3 separate regions of the Sus scrofa genome follow, and all the other regions are linked to region 3. The links are chromatin contacts, called in public Hi-C maps. All regions are on one chromosome and are shown on one strand. The core of a region is the stretch at or near the end of the contact, and the rest is flanking DNA. Distances in the headings are between cores, read along the strand shown.

Region 1 (4,600 bases), core at 1,881-4,380, 53 kb before region 3:
ATATGGAGGTTCCCAGGCTAGGGGTTGAATCGGAGCTGCAGCTGCCAGCCTACACCAGAGCCACAGCAATGAGACATCCAAGCTGAGATCCAAGCCGAGTCTGCGACCTACGCCACAGCTCACGGCAACGCCGGATCCTTAACCCACAGAGCAAGGCCAGGGATTGAACCCCCAACCTCATGGTTCCTAGTGGGATTTGTTAACCACTGCGCCACGATGGGAACTCCCGACCTGGATCTCTGAAGCTGCACGCTGCTGACACTTTAAGCGGGACAGTTCCGGGGGCGGGGGGCATTCTGTGCACTGTACTATGTTGAACAGCACCCCTGGCCTTCCCCTACCCAATGGACGACAACCAAGAATGTCTCCACACATTGCTAAATGTGGTTAAAACCACTTTCAGGAGAGAACCACTGGTGTGGAGATACACACTTGAGAGTCATCAGAGTAAAGCCTCAATCCGACAGGAGGTCACACAGGAAGTAAGCGTAAATGAGAGTCCTGTGAGAGCTCCAGCGAAAAGAGGCTGGGGAGTGAGGACACGCTAACAGAGGATGGGGAAGAAGGGCCAAAGGGTGGGATGAAAACCCATACACCTCGGAGTTGCCGTCATGGCGCAGAGAAAATGAATCCGACTAGAAACCATGAGGTTGCGGGTTCGATCCCTGGTCTCGCTCCGTGGGTTAAGGATCCGGCATTGCCGTGAGCTGTGGTGTAGGTCGCAGACACGGCTCGGACACAGCATTGCTGTGGCTCTGGCATAGGCTGGTGGCTACAGCTCTGAGACCCCTAGCCTGGGCACCTCCATGTGCCACGGGTGTGGCCCTGAAAAGACAAAAAGACAAAAACAAAAACAAAAAAAAAGAAAAAAAAAAAAACAAAAAAACACAGTACATCTCAATGTCCTAGTAGCATAAGGAAGAAAGAGATCGTGGAGTTTCCTGGTGGCTCAGTGGGTTAAGGATCTGGTGTTGTCACTGCTGTGGCTCAGGTTCCTCCAATCCCTGGCCCAGAAACTGTCACATGCCACAGATGCAGCCAAAAAAAAACCAAAAAGAGACAGAGAGTGAGATCAAGGAGAGGGGTTAGCAATCAAATGCTGTTAGCAGGTTAAATGAGATAAGAGCTAAGAAATGGGCCACTGACTTTTTTTTTTTTTTGGCCAGACTGCATGTTAAGTGCTCATACGAAGGCTCTGTAGTCACAGTTCTGGATCAACTGGGCAAGATGTTAATCTTTCTGTGCCTGTTTCCTACCACACAGTCCTAAGGATTCATTGACATCGTGGATGTACCTGGATGAGCACAATGTCTCGTACACTGTAACTGTCAGCAACAACTAAATAATATGTATGACAAATACAGCTATTAGTCTCCAAAACAACCCTCCAAGGTAAGTATTATTGTCACCCCCCCTTCACAGATGAGAAAATGGGGGCACAGAAAGGTGTGACTTGCCCAAGGTCACACAGTCAGCCATCCACAGAGCCTTAAGTCAAACCTAAGCGTACTGTCCACAGAGCCTGTGTTCTGTTCTTTGGTTTGGTTTGGTTTTTTAATGGTGGTACTCGCAGCATATGGAAGTCCCAGGCCTGGAACTGAATCATGGCCACAGCTGTGACCTATGCCTGTGGCAACACCAGATCCTTTAACCAGCGACCTGAGCTGCTGCAGTCAGATTCTTAACCCACCTCACCACAGCAGGAACTCCCACAACCTGTGCTCTTAATGAGACTATCCTGCTGCCTCCAGGAGCACTGCCTATGTGCCTGGCACTGCATGCAGCCCTGCTTCAACTGGAACTTCGGAACTACTCAGTGAAGTACCACTGGTATTCTAACTGTCAGCATCAACTTGCAAATAAAGAACTTGGGGCTCAGAAAGATGAAGGGACATACCCAAGGTCACACAGCCATAAAATGCTGAATCCAGGTCTGTCTGCGGAACCCTTGCCTCTTCTTTTTACCACGAGGCTACTCTGCCTCCCTGCACAGTGCAGGGATCCAGGGATCAGACCTTCAGTCTACAATAACCCCATCAAGCACAAGGAGGCTACTCTGCCTTCACACCTGGCCTCCCGACCCTCTCGGGACTCCCTCCCCAAGATATCTCGGTCCGCACACCCCTCACCCCGGCTTCTTGGGTCCCCCCCCTTTACCTCCTCACTCATGGGTTCTGGAGGTGGGTCTGGCTCTTCAGAGCCCGCCGTGATGGCCATCTGCAGCAGACCTTGGAGGTTTCGCGGGGGTGGGGGGTTGCCCGAGCCCCCAGCAGAGGAGCCGCTGCCCCCTGACGAGCAACCCTGAGAGGCTGGGGGCAGCGCCAGGGGAAGGCGGCTGCCCCCAGAGCCTTGGTCCGCCATGGGCTGTTTGCGAAGAAGGGACGAATGTGCTGGGGTAGGGGATGGTCACCGCTGAGGTAGCGCGGGCTTCCTGACCGGTCGACTCCTGGAGGTCTGCTGAGAAGGTGGCGTTTTAGGGGAGCTCGGCGGCCCTCCGCGACCCCAAACCACTCTGTCCACATGCCCTTTAACCACAGCCCCCATTCCTTCCTTCACACCGGCGAGACCCTTCCCCAAAGTCACAAGCCCCTCCTTCGTCCCTAGCAACAGGCCCCACCCACTCTCTCTAGCAACCCCCTCCCCCATCTTCACCGCAGGCGTTCCCGTCTCTTAGCAACCCCACTGCCCAGCCCTCATAGCAACCAGGCCTCCCTTTGGTTTTCTTGGCAACAAGTCTCCTCCCTCTTCTCCGAAAGAGGGGAGCCAGAGCGGGGCGGACCTCACCTCCCCGGGCCTCGTGTCGCCGCCGCTACTAAAGACAGAGTCGCCCGCACCTGACTACAATGGGCGCCGCCATATTGACAGGAAATACGCAAATCTCGCCCGGAAGTTCCCGGCGCAGACACCCCACTTAGGGCCTTAACTAGGCGTGAGGAGGCCTCGCCCAGCTCCGAAGTCCTTCCTAACTGGCGGGATACTGCGCTCCGCCCAGCCCCTCACCTAGGCCGCGCCCCTCGTGCTCCCGCTCTGGCCTAAGGCCCGCCCCCGGCCCGGATCCCGCCCTTAGCGAGCCCCACCTCCCCATGCTCATTGCAAGCCCCTGCCCTAGTGTAGGCCCCGCCCCCCGGCCTGGCTCTGCCTAGGCCCAAACGCGTCCACACCCAGCCCGAGTTCTAAACTGGTCCCTCTCCGCCCGCTTCAGGCTCCGCCCCTGTTCCAGGCCTTTCGGCCTCTCCCAGGTGAGCCCCGCCCCCGTGCCGGTTTGCCGGCCGTTCCCCCGTCAAGCCCCGCCCACTTCTTGGCCCCGCCCCATTCTCGCTGAGCGTGCCCCGCATCAGCAAGGGCTTTTCTCTTCCATCTAGGACCCCACCACGTCTTTTACTGGAGCCCTGGGGTCGCACCACTAATAACCTGACCCAGGCACCCAACCCCACCCGTCTCCTGGCCTCAGTTTCCCCATTCGTCAAAGGAGGCATTCTCCACACTGCAGCACTACCTGTGCCGGTGCTTATTACCCAACATCTGCCTGGTGGAATCTTCTCTGGGTCCTGCCCAGGTGCAGAGGAGGGGATCGTTGAAGCCTGAAGTAAATGCCCACGCAAGGTGGTTTAGGCCGCTTGAGGCCTCCCTGCACCAGATTTGGGGCTCAGGTCTGGGAATGTGCCTGGCCTTTGGAGGTGTTTCCTTTGGGGTGATCTTAAGCGAATCCTAGTTGTGGTCTTCCGTAAGAGACCCTTCCCCTCGAGGAAAGGCTGTACTTATCTTGTGACCTACGGTCACAGGTATATTGAGCCCTTGGCTAGGTCTGCAACATGCCAGGTGCTCTTTTGGACAGAGATGGAAAGACCAGTGTACAAGCTGTGTGTGTGTGTTGTTTGTTGTGGTTTGTAGCACTGAGAAGCCTAGCTATCTGACGTGGGTCTAGGCCCCTGTGTACTTTATTGTATCCCTTTCCTATTGTTGCTCTTAACAAATTACCAAAAACTTGGTGGCTTACAACAACGCAGATTTATTAGCTTACAGTTCTGGAGGTCAGAAGCCCCAAATGAGTCTCACTGAGTTAAAAACCAAGGTATCAGGGGGATTGTGTTCCTCCTGGGGGCTCCAGGGACCCTCTGTTTCCTTGCTTTTTCCAGCTTTTAGAGGCTGCCCACATTCCTTGGATTGTGGTCGCAGCATTTCAGCTTGTTTCTTTCCCTGTCCCATCTCCTCCTCTGCCTCTGATCCTCCTGCCTCCCCATGATAAGAACTCTTGGGATGACATGTAGGACCCACCCAAGGAACCAGGATGCTCTCCCATCTAAGACTTTCAACTCAGTCACACCTGCCACGTCCCTTTTGCTATGAATATGTAAGGCAACATATTTGCATGTTCTAGAAATTAGGATGTGGACATCTTTGGGGGCCCAGTATCCAGCCTACTATATATATATACTATGTACACTGACGTACAAGTCCCTCTATCTACAATACTATTTACATATATTATTATACATCATACCATATAATATGTATGTACATATAACATGTCATTGTATATGACATGACATTTTTATACCTGTGATAGAATGGTAGCCTAGATGAGAACACCTCAGAGTTA
Region 2 (4,979 bases), core at 960-3,459, 53 kb after region 3:
ATCTGACCCTACCTCCAAGTCTGGTCACTCCTCTCACCTGTGGACACTAGCAATGGTCAAGAGCTTCCCGACCGCCTCTGCCTTCTGGCCCCCAGCCCCGTCCTCACTGGTCAAAGGAACTCTGAGGCACCCATTACCCCTGTTTTACACCCACCAGCCCCTTCCTTTCCAAACTCCTTAGAAAAAAGCCTACAAACACTGAAATATGTCCCCTAGAAGCTTCTCTAGTCTCCCTCCTTCCTGTTCCCGTAAGGTACACACGGAGTCGGCCAAAAACCTCTGGGGACCCATCAACACACTCTAACCGACACCCCTGGAGAAGTCCGCCCTGATCCTTCCCTACAAGCCGAACTCCCATCTAGGTCCTTCATCACTTGCTCGGCGCTGAGATTAAGAGAAATTCCACTAATAAGTGAAATGTAGCACACACGCAGTAACACGCTGAACCACTGTGTGTGGTCCAACGATCACAGGTACTCATTTGCTTGTTACTGCCCTCTGCCCGCCAGACTGCACCTGGCTTGTTCTCTGCTTGGTCTTCAAAGCCCCTGACACTGACAGCAGGAAGGAATTTGCAATCGTCTAGCCCGCCCCCCCAGGCCTCTCAGACACCATTCCCACGTCCTGGCACCCTCTTCCCAATTCCACTCAATTCCTTCCCATACTTCTGGGTGTGAGGACACCCAAACCAGATAGGACCCCCAGGATTTTCTCTCAATTCTCTCAGAGAAAGTATACACAACTGCGATTTCCCGCCCTGCAGCCCATGAGCACCATGCGTACCAGGTGTGCCCGTCACAGGTCTGGCAGCCCACCTTATACTGAGAGCTTCCTATTCCCGCTCCAAGGATGCCAAGGATTTAGGAAGCGCACCTCCCTCACCCACACTCACCAGGGCCCTCGATGGTGACCTGCAGGTCAGTGAGGTCCTCCTCGTTGGGGAAGACCTTGATGCCATCAGGTGGGTCAGCTGTCAGTGTCGTCACCTCTTTGTACACCAGGCGGATAATGTGCGGGGGTAGGTTCTCCACATTGGAGTTCTAGATGTGGAAAAAAGGGGGCGAGCCATGGGCCTTTGGTCCTGGGGCCTCCTGCAGGACCTAGGATGCGGTGGCCGCCCTACTTTTCTTGCCCCTGCAGTCCTAGTCTGGCCAATCACCCCGAGCTCCCAGACACTCCCAATCCAGGGTGCTTCAGGCGATGGCTTCAGGTGAATCTCCCATTAGGAATGGAGCGGATCTCCAAGGTCTGGCGGATGACTCCACCTTCCCCATAAGTCCCTAAAGCCCATTCGTAGCCCCACATACGGACCCCCAGTGGTCCCGGGTAGGCCCGAGCCCTACCCCGGTGTCCTTCCACACCTCAACTTGGGAAGACCATCCTGGAAACCCCAGCTCCGGCCTGGAGATGGCGGCGGAGTGTCGTTACTCCCGGAACACCCACGGGCAGGCCCGAAAGCCCGGAGCCCTTCCCGGAGCTCAGCTGGGCCTTCCCCTCCCGCTCCGCCTACAGGAGGGCCCCTGGGCCCAGCCCTAACCCAGGACCCCCAACTGGGCCATCCAATCCCCCAGCCGCCAGAGAGATGCTCCTGAGACCCCATCTCCTCCTCCAGGAGGGCCCTGACCGCCCCCCCCCCCCAACAGGCCCGGACGCGACGCTCACCATGACTGCGGCCGGCCGGGGGCGGGTCCCCCCGGCCCCCTTCCTGCGCTCTCCGGCCGCTGGCTGGGGCGGGGGGCCCAATTGCCGCCGCTGCGGCCCTGGGGAGGCCCCAGCGGCCCGGCTCCGCGCCCCACTGCCTCCGACGACCGCCACACACCGCCTGAGCAGGTAAACCCGCCCCGGGCGCCCGACCGCACTAAGCCGGCCGCGCGCACACCGCCGCCCTTTTATATCCGCCCACAGGCCTCGCCCCCTCGGGGCCCCTCGCGCCGCGCCTCGACTCGTGACGTCAGTGCGCACACTCCTTGGCGTTCGACGAGCTCGCTCCCTTTCGACAAACTGCGGGCAAGAGCAGGAGAAACTGGGGAGGGGGCGCGGGGCAGGCTGGCCAATACGTGCGCACGGGGGTCAGGGAGGAAATCCAGGAGAAAGGAGAGGTAGAAAAGGGGAAGTAGAGAAGAGAACGGGAAGGGTGACGCGACCGCTGATTGGTCCGTTTGAATGAAACGCCGGCGTACGCGCTCGCGCCCTGACGCCCAGGAAATCGCGCACGCGACTAACGGTCGACCCGGGAGCCCGAGCCGAGCAAAGAGAGGCGGGACTTGAGGGGTTTTAAAAGGATGATGGAAGGCGGTCCGGCCAATGGGGACGCGCAATCGTGGCGTGGCGTCATGAGACACGCGGAGGCCAATCCCTACTGGAGAAGGCGTACTGGGGCCTTCTCCAGTAGGGAACGGGAGAATTGGAGAGCAACCAATGGGAGTCCTCCCTACCGCGGACCCAGGCGCTCGCAGCCAATTAACTTCGTTCGTTTCTGTGTATGCAGATGAGTGTGCCCGGACGCCTGCGCCCCTTCCTCAGCCTGTGGCGGGGGTGGGCACCGCGAATTGATAGACGTATTTCTGCGAGGCGCCATTTTGTGCTGGCAATGACCTATGACCCGTGTCCTGTGTTGGCAGAGGTTCCACGACCGGCCCCACCCCCACCCCCATGTGTGACCTCTGGCCCCGGCCAGGCCTCGGTTGCGACGCCGGGCGTCAGTTTACTCCTGTGAGAAGAGGAAGAGTCCCCTGGCCTTGTTCAGGGCGCGGTCCTTCTTGTGACTGACCAGGGCCCCCGGCCGGCCGCGCCCCGGCCGGGGCTCCCTCCGCCTGTCGGGGGAAGCGGCCCGGGGTGCCCCGGGGGGACCCTGTCCGGAGAGCCGGAGGCCGAGGAGCTGCGCGGCCTGCCTGGCCCCGGTGCGGTGCGGCCGCGGCGCCCGCCTCAGGGCCGCTCAGCCCCGGAGCGGAGCGTCCAGCTGGGCCACGGTGTCCCGTCGGGGGCCCAGCTTCAGGAAGAGGGAGCAGGACGGTGCCGAGACTCCCACAGCCTCGCGGTCTTCGTGCGCCGGAGGGGCGCGCGGGCGCCCCGCACCCGACCTGCAGGTTCCGCCCGCTGAATGCGGACCTTCCCGCCCCGTTAACACACGAGGACCCCGAAGGAAGAGGGGGGTCGAGTGACTTGCCCAGGGTCCCCCGTGGGGACAAGCAGAGGCGGCGGTGCAGCTGAGCTGTCCCAGCCGACGGTGACTTATGGCGAACCGGGGAGCGGTGGTGGCGTCCTCCGCGCTGACCGGGCCCGCGCCGCCGGGGTCCCCCGAGCCCTTGCCACGGCCCTGTGGGGCGCGTGTCGTGGGATGCCCCCCGGACTCCCGCATGCATTCAGTCCGCTTTTTCTGAGCACCTACCATGGGGCAGGCAGGATGCTGTGGGGATGCAGCAGAGTGTAAAAGGGACAGCACCCCGCGCTCCTGGAGAACCAGACAGTGAGCCAGTGTACCCCGCCAGGAACACAGCCTTTGCCGAACAGTAAGTCGGGGCCAGGGGCGTAGGAAGGGAGGGGGCGGGGGTCTGAGGCAGGATGATGGCGGCTGCAGGAAGGTCTAGGTGAAGAGCATTCCAGGGAGTTCCCATGTGGCGCAGGAGAAATGAATCCGACGAATATCCATGAGGATGGGGGTTCCATCCCTGGCTTCGCTCAGTGGGTTAAAGGTCCGGCCTTGCGGTGAGCTGGGGTGTAGCTCGCAGATGTGGCTTGGATCTGGCCTTGCCATGGCTGTGGTGTAGGCCGGCAGCTGTAGCTCGGCATCACCTCTTGGCCTGGGAACTTCCATATGCTGCAGGTGGGGTCCTGATAAGCAAAAAAAAAAAAGAAGAGCATTCCAGAAAAGGGAACAGTCCATGCAAAGGCGAGGTGAGTGGATGGTGTGTTTAGGTCACCCCTAGGAGGCCGGGTCAGAGGTGCTGACGACAGAGGTAAGAGGGGCAGCCGTTGCCCCACTGGCCTAGGCCCAGGTGGGCCAGGTGTTGTTTGCAAGCCCTGGGGAGCCAGTGGAGGTTTTGACTGGGCGGTGGGCAGGGACAGAGAGAGGCCCCTGGAGGTGATGGCAGCTTCCAGCAGGTTGGTGGCAGTGGGGATGGGAGGCCTGATGGGAATCGGCGAAGTCAGGGCCTGAGGGAAAAGTTAGGAATTGCCCGTCGTCTTAAAATTGGGGTCTGCGCGGCTCAGTAAAGTTCTTGCCTTTGCTGGGCGTTCTTCTCTGTCCCACCCTGCTCTGTTCTGCTGCCGTCGCGTCGGAGCAGCGTAGGAGATGGAAGGGGGTGGCTGTGTGCCAATCGGACTTCGCTTATGGCTGGAGTTCGCCGTCTGGGAAGGCTGCCCTTTACCTGAGCTTGAAATGCCCACAGGCCCCACCTCTGCTGAAAAGCTTTCAAGAGCCCCCAACACGCCGCATTCTGAAGGCATCCGAAACTCCCACAAGATCCATACGCACCCTCGCCCTGAGGCCCCCTTGGCCTTCCTCTGTCTGACCTGAGGATGTCACATCTGTGTCCCCCATGCCTGGAGAGGCCCCCCCCCACCTGTTCTCTCCTTGTCCCCCTCATGGCCTAGACTCACCTTATAATGTCACCTCTCAGAGGAGCCCTCACCTCTCCTCCTCTGCTTTGTTCACGTCTCCCTCGTTCTTCCTGGTCCATTGGAATGAATACTTATTTTTGGTCCCTGATCCTCTGACGAGTGCTGCCCCAGCAGATCGGGGACTCTGTCCTTCGCCCCTAGCAGAGTGCCAGACAGATCAAGGCGCTCCTTCAGCCAGTACCTACTGAGCACCTGCCATGTGCCAGGCAGCCTTCTGGGCGCTTGGGCTCTGTCCGCAGAGAGACAAAGATCCTTGCTCTTGTGGAGCTCACTGTGGTGAGGAAGGCTGGGCACAAAGGTGAAACCTGGCAAATAAGTAAAATACCTGCTGTGTTAGGAGGGAGGGAGTGCTGTGGGAG
Region 3 (4,796 bases), core at 1,206-3,705:
AGCCATTTATTGGTCAAGAACCTGCAGGATTCTATGTGGGCTGTGAAGCCCCAGGGTTGAGAGTACGGCTTCTGTAGTCTGATGGCCAGTAACACCCCCTCTGTAAGCCTCACTCTGCGCTTCTGTAAAACGAGGATAAAAAGAGCCTCTTTCTCACAGTTCTATGTGCAAAGTAACTGGTATCCTAAGAGCTCAGTTAACTGTTAGGTACTGCAGTTTTTCCATCTTGTAATTCAACGAATCTACAGTTGACCATTTCAGTTTTTCCTATTTTTCTGCTTTTCAACAAGGCGGAAACTTTTTTTTGATTTAAAAATGACTAATTTTTAAATTTTTTAAATTTATTTTTCTTTATTTGGCTGGGCCGAGGCGTGTGGAAGTTCCGGTGTCAGAGATCGAACTGGTTCCACAGCAGGGACCCAAGCCGTGGCAGTGACAACGCAGGATCCCCAACCCGCTGTGTGGCACGAGGGAAATCCACGAACATCTTTAAATATAAATATTTTAACACTTGTCCAGTTATTTCTCTAGAATAAACCCCTGGAAGTGGCATTGATGAGTCAAAATTTTATTTGCATTTCGAAATATTTTTGAAACGTCGAAAAAGAACAGTGAATATACAGAACTCACGGCTTCCACCTCAGGCTTAACAAAACAAATTACACATAGATCCGAGGAGCTTCCCTGATTGCATGCCTTCCCCTCCGCCCCTAGGGGTCGCTACTAGGGCTATCCGCAGCCCTTGCTCCTGCCCCGGTCGCTTAGCTGTACCCATGCACTTTTGCGCGGAATTACACGTGTCACACGCAAACCCTGCTTTATGCGTTTTAAAACTTCCTGCATTCGACTACATAAGACTTCTGCAACTAGCAGCATGCTTTGGGGTCGTCCAGGTTGATATATGGAGTGCTAGTTCAACCACTTTCACGGCTGTATGGTGCTTCCCTGTGAAACTATGCCAGGATCCATTTATTCATGCCCTATGTGATGGACATTTAAGCCGTCTCTAGTTTTTCACCGTTACAAACATCACTCTTGCAAGCATTAGTGTGCTTATATTTTTGTTCACATTTTTTAGTTTCTCTAGGATGTACACCCGCTGATAGATGGGCTGCACTTTCAACGTTCAGATATACTGGTACATAGAACTTTCCCGAAGAGCCGAGCTTTTTATAGGGTCCTTTCAGCTTGCTGGCTCCCCTGCTCTGGGTGAGGCTTCTTCTCTCCTCCGGAGCTGTAGCCATCCTTATGGGAGGGGGTGTCTGGGTTAGGGGTGTCTCAGTTCCAGGAGTCGTCCCAGTTGCAGAAGGAATAGTAAGAACAGAGGGTGGGAGCCTGGACGAACGGATGAAGGACACTTAGGAGAGTGTTAAGTTGGACGCTTCAAAGAGGGACCAGTGTGGTTCTTGTTTTATAGATGTGAGCCTGAGGCCCAGAGAGGGCAAACCATTTCTCCAACGTCACACAGCGAAGGGACGCAGAAACCAGCGTCATACATTGATTGACTCCAGGACAAATACACGAAGTACCTACTCTGCGCCCCACATTGTTCCAAACGCACAGGATATATGGCAGTCAGCAAAACAAAGACCTTCTGATCCAACTGTGGAACTTATTATTCCGGGCTTAATTATGATGCATTGCTAATTATGTTTGCCTCTAGGGTTGCTGCAGGGGGGTGATTCCAATTAGGGGAGGGGGGTGCCCCATGGGAGCGCCCCACGAGCCAGGGCTTCCTCCAAAACCCCCACCTCTCCATCGCCCTCTTTCTGACCTGTTCACTCACAGAGTGTTAATGTGGATACTCAAAATTAAACAGGGTATTTGGGGTCCAAAAGGGAGGAAGAGAGATTGAAGAGTCCTTTGTATCCGGCAGGGCTGTCAATAAAGTTTTGTCGCCTTGGCAACCAGGGTCCTCTCCCGGCGTGGCGACGGAGGTGCGCGCGCATTCACCCCCCTCCCGCCTGCCCCTGCTTTCTCCCTCCGGTGGCGAAAGGCTTCACCAGAGAAAGAGAATAGGCAGGTCGCGACTCTAAGGTGACGGGCGGAGACCTGAACCAATGGAAGGACGAGTCGTTCCAAGGCCGGCCAATCACACGCGGGCTCTGAAGCCGGCGGAACCCGCCCTCTTTCCCCTAGGACCCGAATAACCCGACCCAAACCGGAGTTTTGCCGGGAGGGACGGCGCTTTTGCCCAATGAGGGCGTCGATTTCGGGTTGTGGGCGGGGATACGTCTCCATGGTAGCAGATGAAGGACAGCAGTGGCGTCCACTGGACGCAGTTGGCGGCGCTTGACGGCAAGGCGGGCGTGGCGGGGTTTTGTAGGGGCACTGCCGGGGGCGGGCGGGGAGGGCCAGAGCGGATCTTGGCCAATAGGAGTGGCGCGAGCTTCGTAGCAACTGAAGAGTGGCGGCCACCTTGGCCAATGGGAGGACACGGTGGCCGTGGCGGGGCAGGCCCGGCGGGGCCGACTGGAGGCGCGGCGACCGTGTCTGACGAGAGCTGGAAGAGGCAGTGGGAGGTGGTGGCATCGGCGGCGCGGGCGCCAGAGGAGGAGGAGGAGGAGAAGCGGGTGAGGGGCGGCGCGGGGCCCGACCTCTGAGCCCCTTCTCGGCCCCCGCCCCGCGCTGCCTTGGCTTCGGGTCGTCCCTAGCCCCGACTGTCCCCGCCCCACCCGGCCCTTCCTCGTGTCCAGGCGCCCACGTCTCCCCGCCCTTCGGCGAGCCTCAGGGTGCTCGCTGCGCCTAGCCCCTTCCCCGTGCTTCTTCACCCGGGGCCCTCTCCGCAGCCCCGGGCCTTCCCCCGGCCCCGCTCTCGCGCTCCAGGCCCTTCCCTGGACCCTCAGCTCGCCCTCTGCGCTGACTCTTCCTCCCCTTCCTGGACTTGAGGCTTTTCCCCTGCACTCTCACCGCCTAGCCAAGTCCTTCCCTGGAGCCCCCAGTCTTCCCCAGGAGCCTGTCTGCTTCCCCAGTTGCCCTCTGGTCCTCAGGCCCTTCCCCTGCACTCTCACCGCCTACCCAGGCCGCTGGAGCCCCCCCACCGCCGTCTTGCGCAGGCCCCTGTCTGCTTCCCCCAGTTTCCCTCTGGACCTCAGGCCCTTCCCCTGCACTCTCACCGCCTACCCAGGCCCTTCCTTGGAGCCCAGGCTCTTTCCTCAAGGCCGTTCTACGCTCCTCCCCGGCTCCCTAGGACTTCCCCATCCCTGTTTGCTTTTCCAAGCCCTGTACTGGACCCCCTAGCCGCCCCCCTCGACCTGCTCAGGACTCTTCCCCGGAGCTGCAGGTTCTTCTCTGCTTTCGTTGGCCCCCTTGTCACCCTGCTGGCTTTTCTGGGGTCCTCCCTGGATCCCCAAGCTATCCCGCAGGCCTCTGTCCCTCCTGCAGGCACGCTGGCCCGTCACTCTGCCCCAGCTCCCACCCCACAGTGTCCATTTTTCTCTTTCCCCACATGCCCCTCTGTAGCCTCCTTTCTGTCCCAGCGCCCACCCGCGGCACCCCCTCTTTATCCCCAGCCTTCGTGTCTTCTCGACCCCCTTTCCCAGCCGCTCTAGCTCCCAGTCTGTCTTCCACCCCCCATTCCGAGGCACCATGGTGTGGGCCCCCCCCCCCGCAGGCCCTCTGCAGTGGGGTTAGGAGGCTTGTTTTGTTGCCTTTGGCTAATCCCTGTCTTTCTCCTCCTTTTTTATGGGCCTCTTCTGCTTCTCCATACTGTTCCTTCTCTCTCCCCCTCCCCCGCTTTGTCCTCTGCGCCCCTCCCTCCCCCGGAATCCTTGGAGAGGGAGCAGGTGCTGGGATCCCTCCTTTGCTCTCCCTCGCCTCACCCCCCCCCCCAGGCTGCCTGGGGTTTCACCCAGAGCCTTCTGAGGACTCCCAAGGGCTACTGGGGAGGGGGGTGGAGGCCAAGGCCAGCAGAGAGTGGGGGTGGGTGCAAGAACAAGCAGTTCTGGCAGGGCAGGAAGCCTTGGCGTTTTCCTTGGTGAGGGCTGGAGATGGAGCTGGGTCCCCCCTGACTCCCACCTCCTGCAGGACTAAGCCTTTAGGGTTATCCCAATCTGCCAATTAATCAGCCTTCCCGGGCCAGTAGGGACATGCGTGCGCACACGCGTGTGTGTGTGTGTGTGTGTGTGCGCGTGCGCGCACGCCTATGGAGGTCTCAGGGAATCTGCGTGTGCCCATGGAGGGGGGGGTCCATAGGGGGTTGGGGGGTTTGTGTCTGTGCTCCCGAGCCTGAGAAGGTGCAGATACTAACGATGGTGGCTGGCGTTTCTTGGGGGCCTCCCTGCTGTCAAAAGCACTTGTTGCGTTTCACCATCGCTGTCGCCCCTGTGAAGTCAGTATGGCTTTTCTCCCTTCTTTATAGATGAGGAGACCGAAGGGTTTGCCAGCGTCGCGCAGAGTGTACAAGTGGCACAGAGCAGGCACGCGCCCAGGGCGCCGTCCCTGCCCCTGCGCTGCCCTCTCCACTCCCCGCCGGAGACAGCATGGTGCGTGGGGCACCATGGGGCCCGACCGCGTGACCGCCAGGGAACTGTGTGAGAACGACGACCTTGCCACCAGCCTCGTCCTGGACCCCTACCTCGGCTTCCGCACCCATAAGATGAACGTCAGGTGAGGGGGCCTGGAAGAGGGCGGACCGAGGGTCGGGACCCCTTCCCTTTCCCCGCCACCCCGCGGCCCCGTCCTCCTCAGCCCCGAGCGGGGGCGGGGGTGGGGCCCGGGAAGGCCCGGAGGGAATAGGCCAAGGCCCTGGGACCCAGGCGTGACCTCTCCCCCAGCCCCGTGCCCCCCCTGCGGCG

What was found. Hi-C and Micro-C count contacts between places; a contact is called where the count stands out from the background.
Region 1: a contact with region 3 is called in a Hi-C map of skeletal muscle, with 3 times the contacts expected there. The contact joins the promoter of HSPBP1 here to the promoter of KMT5C in region 3. A contact is called at or near these places in 3 of 47 Hi-C or Micro-C datasets (heart right ventricle, liver and skeletal muscle).
Region 2: a contact with region 3 is called in a Hi-C map of liver, with 1.5 times the contacts expected there. The contact joins the promoter of UBE2S here to the promoter of KMT5C in region 3. A contact is called at or near these places in 15 of 47 Hi-C or Micro-C datasets (blood, embryonic fibroblasts, heart right ventricle and 7 more) and 1 of 2 datasets of contacts at active chromatin or transcription factors (alveolar macrophages).

The regions. Positions count from the first base shown.
Region 1 is chr6:59,461,403-59,466,002 of Sscrofa11.1, forward strand. HSPBP1 (hsp70-binding protein 1) reads right to left here and starts at 3,131. Exons shown (of 8, transcript XM_003127468.5): 1 at 2,785-3,131; 2 at 2,158-2,454. The coding sequence starts at 2,361.
Region 2 is chr6:59,568,275-59,573,253 of Sscrofa11.1, forward strand. UBE2S (ubiquitin-conjugating enzyme E2 S) reads right to left here and starts at 2,210. Exons shown (of 4, transcript XM_021095037.1): 1 at 1,663-2,210; 2 at 893-1,040. The coding sequence starts at 1,665.
Region 3 is chr6:59,514,603-59,519,398 of Sscrofa11.1, forward strand. KMT5C (histone-lysine N-methyltransferase KMT5C) reads left to right here and starts at 2,456. Exons shown (of 9, transcript XM_021095006.1): 1 at 2,456-2,573; 2 at 4,361-4,608; 3 at 4,776-4,796. The coding sequence starts at 4,361.